2 separate regions of the Zea mays genome follow, and region 1 is linked to region 2. The links are chromatin contacts, called in public Hi-C maps. All regions are on one chromosome and are shown on one strand. The core of a region is the stretch at or near the end of the contact, and the rest is flanking DNA. Distances in the headings are between cores, read along the strand shown.

The links. Hi-C and Micro-C count contacts between places; a contact is called where the count stands out from the background.
Region 1: a Hi-C map of leaf shows a contact between it and region 2, with 1.8 times the contacts expected there. The contact joins the promoter of LOC100383582 here to the enhancer-like site in region 2. A contact is called at or near these places in 3 of 25 Hi-C or Micro-C datasets (all in leaf).

Annotation. Positions count from the first base shown.
Region 1 is chr1:244,376,466-244,380,861 of Zm-B73-REFERENCE-NAM-5.0, reverse strand. LOC100383582 reads right to left here and starts at 2,645. Exons shown (of 2, transcript NM_001176230.1): 1 at 2,228-2,645; 2 at 447-1,804. The coding sequence starts at 2,288. The coding sequence ends at 714.
Region 2 is chr1:244,301,870-244,306,294 of Zm-B73-REFERENCE-NAM-5.0, reverse strand. No RefSeq gene overlaps it. Among protein-coding and RNA genes, the nearest start is that of LOC103643539, 44 kb to the right of the region's middle. Within about 2 kb of position 2,609, at least 10 of the 20 cell types and tissues checked have an H3K27ac peak or open chromatin away from gene starts, as enhancers often do. A contact at or near this core is called in leaf, where this site is marked.

The sequences.
Region 1 (4,396 bases), core at 1,396-3,895, 75 kb before region 2:
GCTATTGCACTAACAGCTCCATAATTATCTCATTTCATATGTTTATGTGTGCTTGTGTCTTGTGCTTGTGAATTGTGAGATTGAAATATTCCTACAAATGTTTAGTGATTATTGAAACCTGTTTCTATGATGTACTATGGGATTTCTTGTGAAATCTAGGTTTTTCTATGTAATCTGGGATTTTATGTGAAGTTAGACGTGCCGCGCGAGTGGGTGGCATAACCCGTGATGGCCCTATGGGTTGTCGGGTCGGCATGGCCTAACCTAAGCCCGTTTGTGCCGTGATTGGACATGATTCGAGGCCTGTGACCCGGTTCGACATGGCCCAGACCAATCTCGTGCCGTGCCAGGCACAACACTCTTCATGTCGGGTTTGAGCGTGCCTGAGCCATGTCCGTGTCGAGTGGACCGGATGTACATCTATAACCTGAACCGGTCGCGCCAATAACTAAACTGGAAACAATGAAGAAGCAATGATGCATGTATCGTCTCTGCCCATGCCTAGCTAAGCTAGTACCAACCATATGATACACGCGCACATACTTCCATCAGTCACATCATGTACCTTGCTTCGTTCCTTTTCGTTCCACGGAACGGACAGCCGGGAAGGACAAGGACAGCCCCGACCAGCCAGCCGCCGTTCCTGCTGCACTTCATCCGGCCAGCAGCTTGCATTGGCAGATCTCCGATGTCTCAACAACACACTACTCACATCACAAGGCGGCGTGGGCGTTTGGGTCCTCCGGCGGCTGCTGTAGCGGCTCCAGCGACGCGACGACGTCGCGCATGAGCGGCCTCGCCTTGGGGTTGCGGTTGAGGCAGTGGTACGCGAGCATGGCCGTCTTCTGCACGGCCCTGGCGGGCGGCGGGTCGTCCCAGCCGGCGCCCGCCAGCCTTGGGTCCACGATGCCCTGCACGCGCTTCTTGTGCGGCAGCGCCGGGAGCGCCCAGTCGGTGAGCGCCTGCTCCCGCGGCGGGCGTGAGCGGTCCAGCGAGCGCCGCCCCGTGAGCAGCTCGAGCAGCACGACGCCGTAGCTGTAGACGTCGCTGGACGCCGTGAGGTGGCCCGTCATCATGTACTCGGGCGCCGCGTAGCCGTAGGTGCCCATGACGCGGGTGGACACGTGCGACTGCTCCCCGACTGGCCCGTCCTTGGCCAGCCCGAAGTCGGAGAGCTTGGCGTTGAAGTGGGCGTCCAGCAGGATGTTGGAGGTCTTGAAGTCGCGGTAGATCACGGGGCGGGGCTCCGCGTCGTGGAGGAACGCCAGCCCGCGCGCCGCGCCCAGCGCGATCTTCATCCGCGTGGCCCACGGCAGCGGCGGCGACGTGCGCGAGAAGAGGTGCGACTCCACGCTGCCCAGGGCCATGTACTCGTACACCAGCACGCGGTGCTCGCCCTCGCAGCAGTACCCGACCAGCTTCACCAGGTTCGGGTGGGAGAGCTGGCCCAGGAAGATCACCTCCGCCAGCCACTCCCGGTGGCCCTGGAAGCTGTTGTCGCCGTCGTGCACCTTGACGGCCACCGGCACCGGGAGGGTGCCGCCGCTCGGGTCTGCCGCCCCGGCCGGCGGCGCGAAGGAACCCTTGTACACCCGGCCGAATCCGCCGCCGCCGATGAGCGCGTCCTTCCGGAAGTCGTTGGCCACCGTCCTGAGCTCGGAGAAGGAGAAGGCCACGAGCGGGTTCCGCCGCGTCGCCGCCGACGCGCCCCGCCGCAGGGCCTCTACCTCGCCCGGGTTCGATGGCAGCTTGCGGTCGTCGCTCCGGTCCACTTCCGACGGGCTCTGCACCTTAGGAGGACTCTCTGCACCCCGGCCGAATCCCGGAATTGAAACGCCAAGCCAAGAGCGTCGTGAGAACGTCAGAAAATAATTGGTAAGGATTTATTGGTCCAATTAATTAGCTTCTTCCTCATAATTAATTAACTTCTTTTGTTTGTGATTAAGGTGCAGTTCTACTGATTCAATTGAGATTACGAACTAAACAGGCTTGCTGTTTTATTTTAAAAACGATCCTCTAGACTCTAGTTCTGGATTCGGGTTGCCTAGAAAACCGAAACAGAGTGCCAAGAAAGCCACAAGCATATACTCCTCCTACTTTTACAGTTCTACTTCTTTGCTCGGAATACAGGCGTTTGTGGAACGCAACACAGAGCTCTGCTCAATCAAGGGTATAGACATGTGGAAGGAGAAAGCAAGGCAAGAACCGGCGGAGGAACTAGACTCACCTGGCTTTGCGGTGGAGGAGACCTTGTTGACGTAGGAGCTGCCCCCCAAGCAGTTCCCCATGGGAGACAATCCTTCCGATCTCTATCTTCTACTATCTCTTCTTCGGAGAGCACCAAGAACGGAGGCAATCCGCTGGGCGCCCTGGCGCCTCTCTGAAGCCGAAGCAAGAGCAGCAGCAGGCTGCTGACAAACAGAGAGACGAGCAACCAAGAAGACGGGGCTGGGCTCTCCTGGTTCGGTTTCCGCGGGGGTGCCGAGCTGAGCGAGAGCAGGACGCCCGAACCGGCTTCCTTCAGGTGGAAGGAAGAGGCAGAGAGAGATGGATGATGGAGGAGGAGGGAGGAAAAGAAGCTGGTGGCGATGCTATCTTCCGTCCTCCTCCCCACCAACGGCCGGAGGGAGAAGAGTTGGAGGAGGTAGCCGGAGCAGGACGTTTTTCCAGTGGGGCATCACTTTCGCTGCTTTATCAGCAGCCGCAGCATATCATAGCTTTCACAAAACACACACAGCACCTAATTAAACGCTACGCTATTACGCACTTTGCACCAGGATCGGAGCACAATGAATCATGCATGTATGGTACGTACCGGGAGAGGGCAGGAACAAGGACACCTGCGTCTCATGTGCCCAACTGCCAAATGGGAACCCTGTTCCGCTGTTCGAGGTCGTCGGCTTGAGTTCGGGTTATCCTTCAAACCTGGTAAGTATTTTGAGTTTAAGTATAAAATCTATAATTAAAAATTATATCATGTGAGATGGAATGGTCGATTTGAAAGCTGATGCACACTGAAAAAGTTGTTTTCAAAGAAACATTCTATGACTGCTGGCACGGTTTGCACCTAATACGTTCCATATATATATGTACCCACATGCTAATCATCTCGCAGGATGAAGTCTATCATCTGAATCAAAAGGTCCATCCGGACTAGCCGACCAGAGAACAAATTAACTGCACCAACCGCGTGTAATTAACGGGACTGATCCGTCCACCACACCAAATATTCAGCCATTCAAGGTTTAGTTCAACCATTCGAGGTTTACTTTAGCCATTTAAGATTTACATTAACGTATAACAGGAACAATATATTCAATCATTTGTTGTTTTTAAAATTTTACGAGGAAGATACACTCAACAATTCAAGGTTTACTTCGGTCATTCAGAGATAAACATTCAACCATTCAATCGTGATTATACCCTTCACTAGTCTTGCAATTGTGATTTTGCCCTCCGTTTTTCAATTTCGTGATTTTATCCATCCTTATTGAAAACAAAGCTACCATTTACTCCTCCCTCTCAACGCAGTTAGCCAAAAAAAAATTAGAAATAGGGATTCAAAAATAAAAAAATAAGAAAAGAAATGAGCGAAAGGTCTATTCTATTCTATATGGGCACAAAACCCTAACAGGGGCAAAATCATAATTACGTAATATAATAATATAATAAGGGTAAAATCACAATAAATTACATGAGCATCCTTGTCTTTTCGCATCAGATTTAACACTGTTAACTACATAATGACGTAAGGGTATGGTAGCGCTTCGTTTTTAAAATGAAGAGGTAAAATCACAAATTTGAAAAACTAGGAGTAAAATCACTATTGCTAGAGAGGAGTATAATCACAACCCTATATATGTATATATTAAATTTAGAAGATATACTAAACCACTCGTAGTAGTATATAAGTATTGATTAGTAATGTCAAGTAATGGCACACATTATTCACATGACATTTAGTTAAACTATTAGATTAAGCTATGGCGGCTCTTATTGTTTGCTAGTGTCACGTGATGGCACAAGTTATTTCGATCTTATTTGTTGCTATAAACTATTTTTCCTCAAGTCAAGTTGGAAATCTTTATTATTATATCTTTTATTGTGAACACAAGATTGATGTGTGCTCTTGTGGTTTGGGTTTGTGATGAGTGGTTGTCAACGATGTAGTGTCTTGGGTTGAGTCATATGGACTAACCGGATCGTGAGTATGTGTGTGCAACATGTGTCTTGGCTTGTGATACACACTTGTAGAGTTTAAAGGCGATAGTCGATGACGAAGTTGAAGTTCATAAGGGTTCGTACTTATGGACCGAGAGCGATGAAGGGTGAGCAATGAGTCTTGACTGAGGACTGGAGAAGATGAGTGACCTGATGTAGTGGCTAACACCTACAG
Region 2 (4,425 bases), core at 1,360-3,859:
CTCTCCCACATGCTCCTTCATGAAAAGCATACAATTATTTTTGCGCACATCAATCTTTTCATAATCCATATCGAGACCTTTGATAATTGTCTTTGAATGGTACATGTCTTTAGGCAACTTATTGGGCTTTGGCAGCACATCTCCTAATAACTTTAAAATCTCATTGTAACAGTTGTTCAAGATAAAATACTTGGACTTAATGGCCATGAGCCGGGTCACAAAAGCGAGTATACTCACATATGTGTGTTCATGCAACGGCTCTTCAGAGTTTTTTAGTAGTTTAAAAATCTGGAAACCTCTGGTGTGGCAGGATCCTTGGAGCTTAGGTTTAACTCTGGACATAGTGAATCTAGCATCTCATGCATCGCATCACCGCCAGCCCAATCATTGTTCTCCTCCTCTTCTACATTCGGGTTGGGTACTACCTCACCAAGATGTTCCCACACCTCATATCCGAACATAAATCCAAACTTATAAAGATATAGTCTAACTCTTTCCTTATTAAAGAATATATTGTTTTCATGCTGCCTATATGTGCATCTGACAGTGTCGGTTAATGACAAGGAGAATACATGGTCTACAAAATCTTTGGTCTTGGCTACCCAATCATCAGAATGACGTCCATTCCCACTCCAGCTATTGTACATCCATGCACGATCTTTAGCCATGTCTGAGACTGTTAAACAGGATCATATCGTAAAAACATTATTCAATTTCGTCAAGCGTATCGGTCCTACATCTATAGACAAAGATAAGTTCTAAACCCACAAGCTAGCAGGACCTAAATAAAATTTCGGCAGCATAATCTCGTTGTCACTAAACAATATATTACTTGTATATAAAACAAAGAATGATATGCTATTAATCAAATCAGACTAAGTACAACATACCACTAATAATGCAACTGTACTACATACCAATATAATATACTTATAAAACTAATAATATAATAGTACCACATATTAATATGAAAGTAATGGCACAAATACAATTTGCCCCTAATTACTGAACCACATATACCACTAATACATTAATGAAATCAAACTAAACAATAAAACTAATCGCACACTAATCAAACAAACACAATTACAAATATATATTAATTTCGACGGCAATTAAATAATGGTCGCCGAAAATATGGAATAAAATACGCAAAAAAACTAACCTTTTGATGGGGAAGAGCTCGGCGGAGACGGTGGCGGGAGGATGGTGTGGCGGTGGCCGGGAGCCGAGTGCGGCACGACGGGACGGGGCTGGCGCTGGGGCGGGGGCGGCTGGTGGTGGGGCGGCGAGCGGCTGGCGGCTAGGAATCAGGGATAGTAGGGATGGCAATGGGTCGGTTTTGGATCGGGTAGAGTAAATACCCGCCCGCGACCATCCCCGCGGGGATTATCCATATCCACCCATGACTATACCCACGGGTAAAATTTTGTACCCGTTCCCGTACCCATCGGGTATCGGGCGGATATCGGGTACCCGTCGGGTATAGCAGCTTGGTGCATTCTCCCTAAATGAAGTCTAGTGCAGTTCTGAGCGTCGCACATCGCCATGATCACCAGAGGCACATAATGTTGTTGCACAGTGCAGTCGTGTAGATGTAGCCCTGGACATGTGTTGCTAATGTTTTTTGTTAATAAACTTCCAACTCGTCAAAATCAGAGAGTAGCTAGCATAGTCGTCTGGTGTATTAACACTCTTAGCTCAAGTACTTGTACTAGATAGCACTGGTACTACGTACTGGCACTTTATCAAACATACTGGCACTAGTACTATAACCAGATCAGAAGCATCAGCAGACAGGGAGGGATGGCAGTAGGATGAACTATCGAGGGTGGACGGCTAGCTAGCGTACTGATAGGTTGAAAATCTAAAATCACTATTTTTGGATATCCGTCGGGTACCCGCGGGTAAGAAATCAAATCTGTACCTGACCCGTAATAAAATCGGGTCGGGTACGGGTAAGACCCACGGGTTAAATTTTGTGCCCAAACCCGTACCCGACGGGTCGGATATCTGAACCCGTGGGTAAAATTGCCATCCCTAAGGGATAGGAAGGAAAACGCGTGTCGAGAGGAAACGAAGAGAAGAAAGGAGAAGAAGGTCGGCGACTGTTTAAAACGCCCTATTTTCGGCCGCCAAAAATAAGAGTTTATTTTTGCCGGCTGTGTCAGTGGCCGCCGAAAATAGACTTATTTTCGGCGGCCGGCTTCCGTGTGGCGCCGAAAATCAACCCTTATTTTTGGTGGCCGAACCAAAAATAAGGTTGGCCGCTGAAAGTCATGTGGAGTGTTGTTGTGTTAAGTCTAACTGTAATCGGATAACATACTAAAAATTGATACCAGTCTATACAAATATTGTTATCACTGATAATAGAGAGCGAACCATTACTGTTACCATTTATATTCATTTTGTGAACTAAACGGCACCAAACGTTACACCATAGCTGTGTGATACAATTGTTACTGCACTCTCGATCAAAAAGCGATAGCGACATCTAACCTGATCTCGTAACAAAATCGAATGAGATGACCCCTAATAGAGATGACCCAGGCCGCTGTTGGAACGAGCCCTGCTCGGATGGCGGATGGCGACGGCGACGGCCATGGACTTGATCTTTGCTTCTCCATTCCGACTTGGACAAGCAGAGTCAGTCAGTCGTTCTGGATGATCTCTTACACCACCGGACCAACCCCTCTTCCTGATTGCTATTTGCATGTAGAGAAATATAATAAACAGACGCCTCTTCTGTCCGGTTGGGTGGATGACGAAAAAGGTTGGCTTGTCCGGTACTACGTAGAATTTGCTTGTGCACGGTTCCATGAATGCAACCGCGTGTTGTGTGCAGTGCAAAGGTTGTTTGGTGGTAGTAGCTTTTGGTATATAAAAGGTTGACGACCACCGCGGGGTGTAGCGTGCATCCGTGCGTGTTCCGGAGCAAAGCTAGCATATTGCCTTTACGTACTGGGTCACATTGTCACAGTCACAGTCGACGCACTATAGGGCAGAAGCATTCAAAGGGCCGAGGTCATTATCATGCTATTGTAGAGAATTACCTGTTGCGGAATATTGTAACTCCATTAATTTCAGGACAAGGACCGCCAACAACTGCAAAAGCCTATTGGAGGAGGAGGACTGCAACACATTGAAACAACAATAACCCCCTAATTAACGCCTAAAGTGTGCAATGTTTCACCTGTCACTCTGATGTGTGAGCATGTTGGCATGACTTGAGATTCCGATGCTTTTCTCGTGGAATTAAGGTACAAGCTGCATCCTTTTTTTTCTATTGTTTTCCAATGGCTTGATACTTCGCATCCGTAGTAGCTGCCTGATGCTAAATGACTATACGCTAAAGCCAGTACTAGTACATCTTTTTTTTTTTTTGTTCTTCTTATAGTGGAACTGCAAAAAAGATGAAAAGACGATTGCCTTAATTCACCCATGATGACGCTTGAAGAACGGATAAAAGATTTTGTTGAGCTCGTAGCAGACGGACCAGTTGGTTGTCGATAATAGTACGAAGAAAATTAAAAGTGGTGTTAATTAATAATGGTCACTCCTACAGATTCTGATTTGACTTTAGGGTAGTGCTTCAGTTCAATTTCCAGGGCACCTATTTGCCCTATTGAGACACATAATGCGGTGCTTTTTTTTGTTGTTGTTGTTAGCATGATCAGAGCTCAGTGTGTTGTTCAGGCCTAAGAATTTCTTTTCCCGGTTTCACTTTGAAGTCCAGACCAACAAGATCAAATTTGAGCATCTAACAATTCTTCATGAAGATTAAAACCCATTGTGGGTCATATATTCTACTGTTGTGTAAACGCATGGATAGGCAGAGGTCTTTTATTTATTGAATAGTATGGAGATGCAGGTAAGTTTTTCATGACACTCGTGCCTTCTCTAAGTCTAAATATAACTTTCATCCTATCAAATGCTTGCGGGTTTGCTCACTAGAGGGCTTCCACCGAGCGTGTTTTAGAAAACACGTAGTCATCGTGGGTTTAATGGAGCACCTATGATTCTAGATTAGGACATGTACAACCCACATAAATACTTCGTACCTTAAGGGGTATTAAAATGGTAAATGTAAAAAAACATAAGAGACGGATCTTGGTAAAGGAACGTCTCTAGCACGGTTCTTTAAATCTAGATACGGTTTTACCACATACAACCCACATAAATTATTCGTATCTTAAGAAGTTCTAGTGAATAATATACAAGACATAAATATATTGGGTTCTATGGAGGGGTTACTTAGATATATCTAGGTTGTACATGCTCTTAAAGGATCGTCAGTGCAACCATCTCTCTCAAGAATAAGTTCTCTACTCTGAGATAGAAATATGTTTTGTTGTCATTAATTCATCATTGGAGCATGGTTGGATGTCGTAACGCTTTGGTCTTATGTATCGTTGTCACTAATCT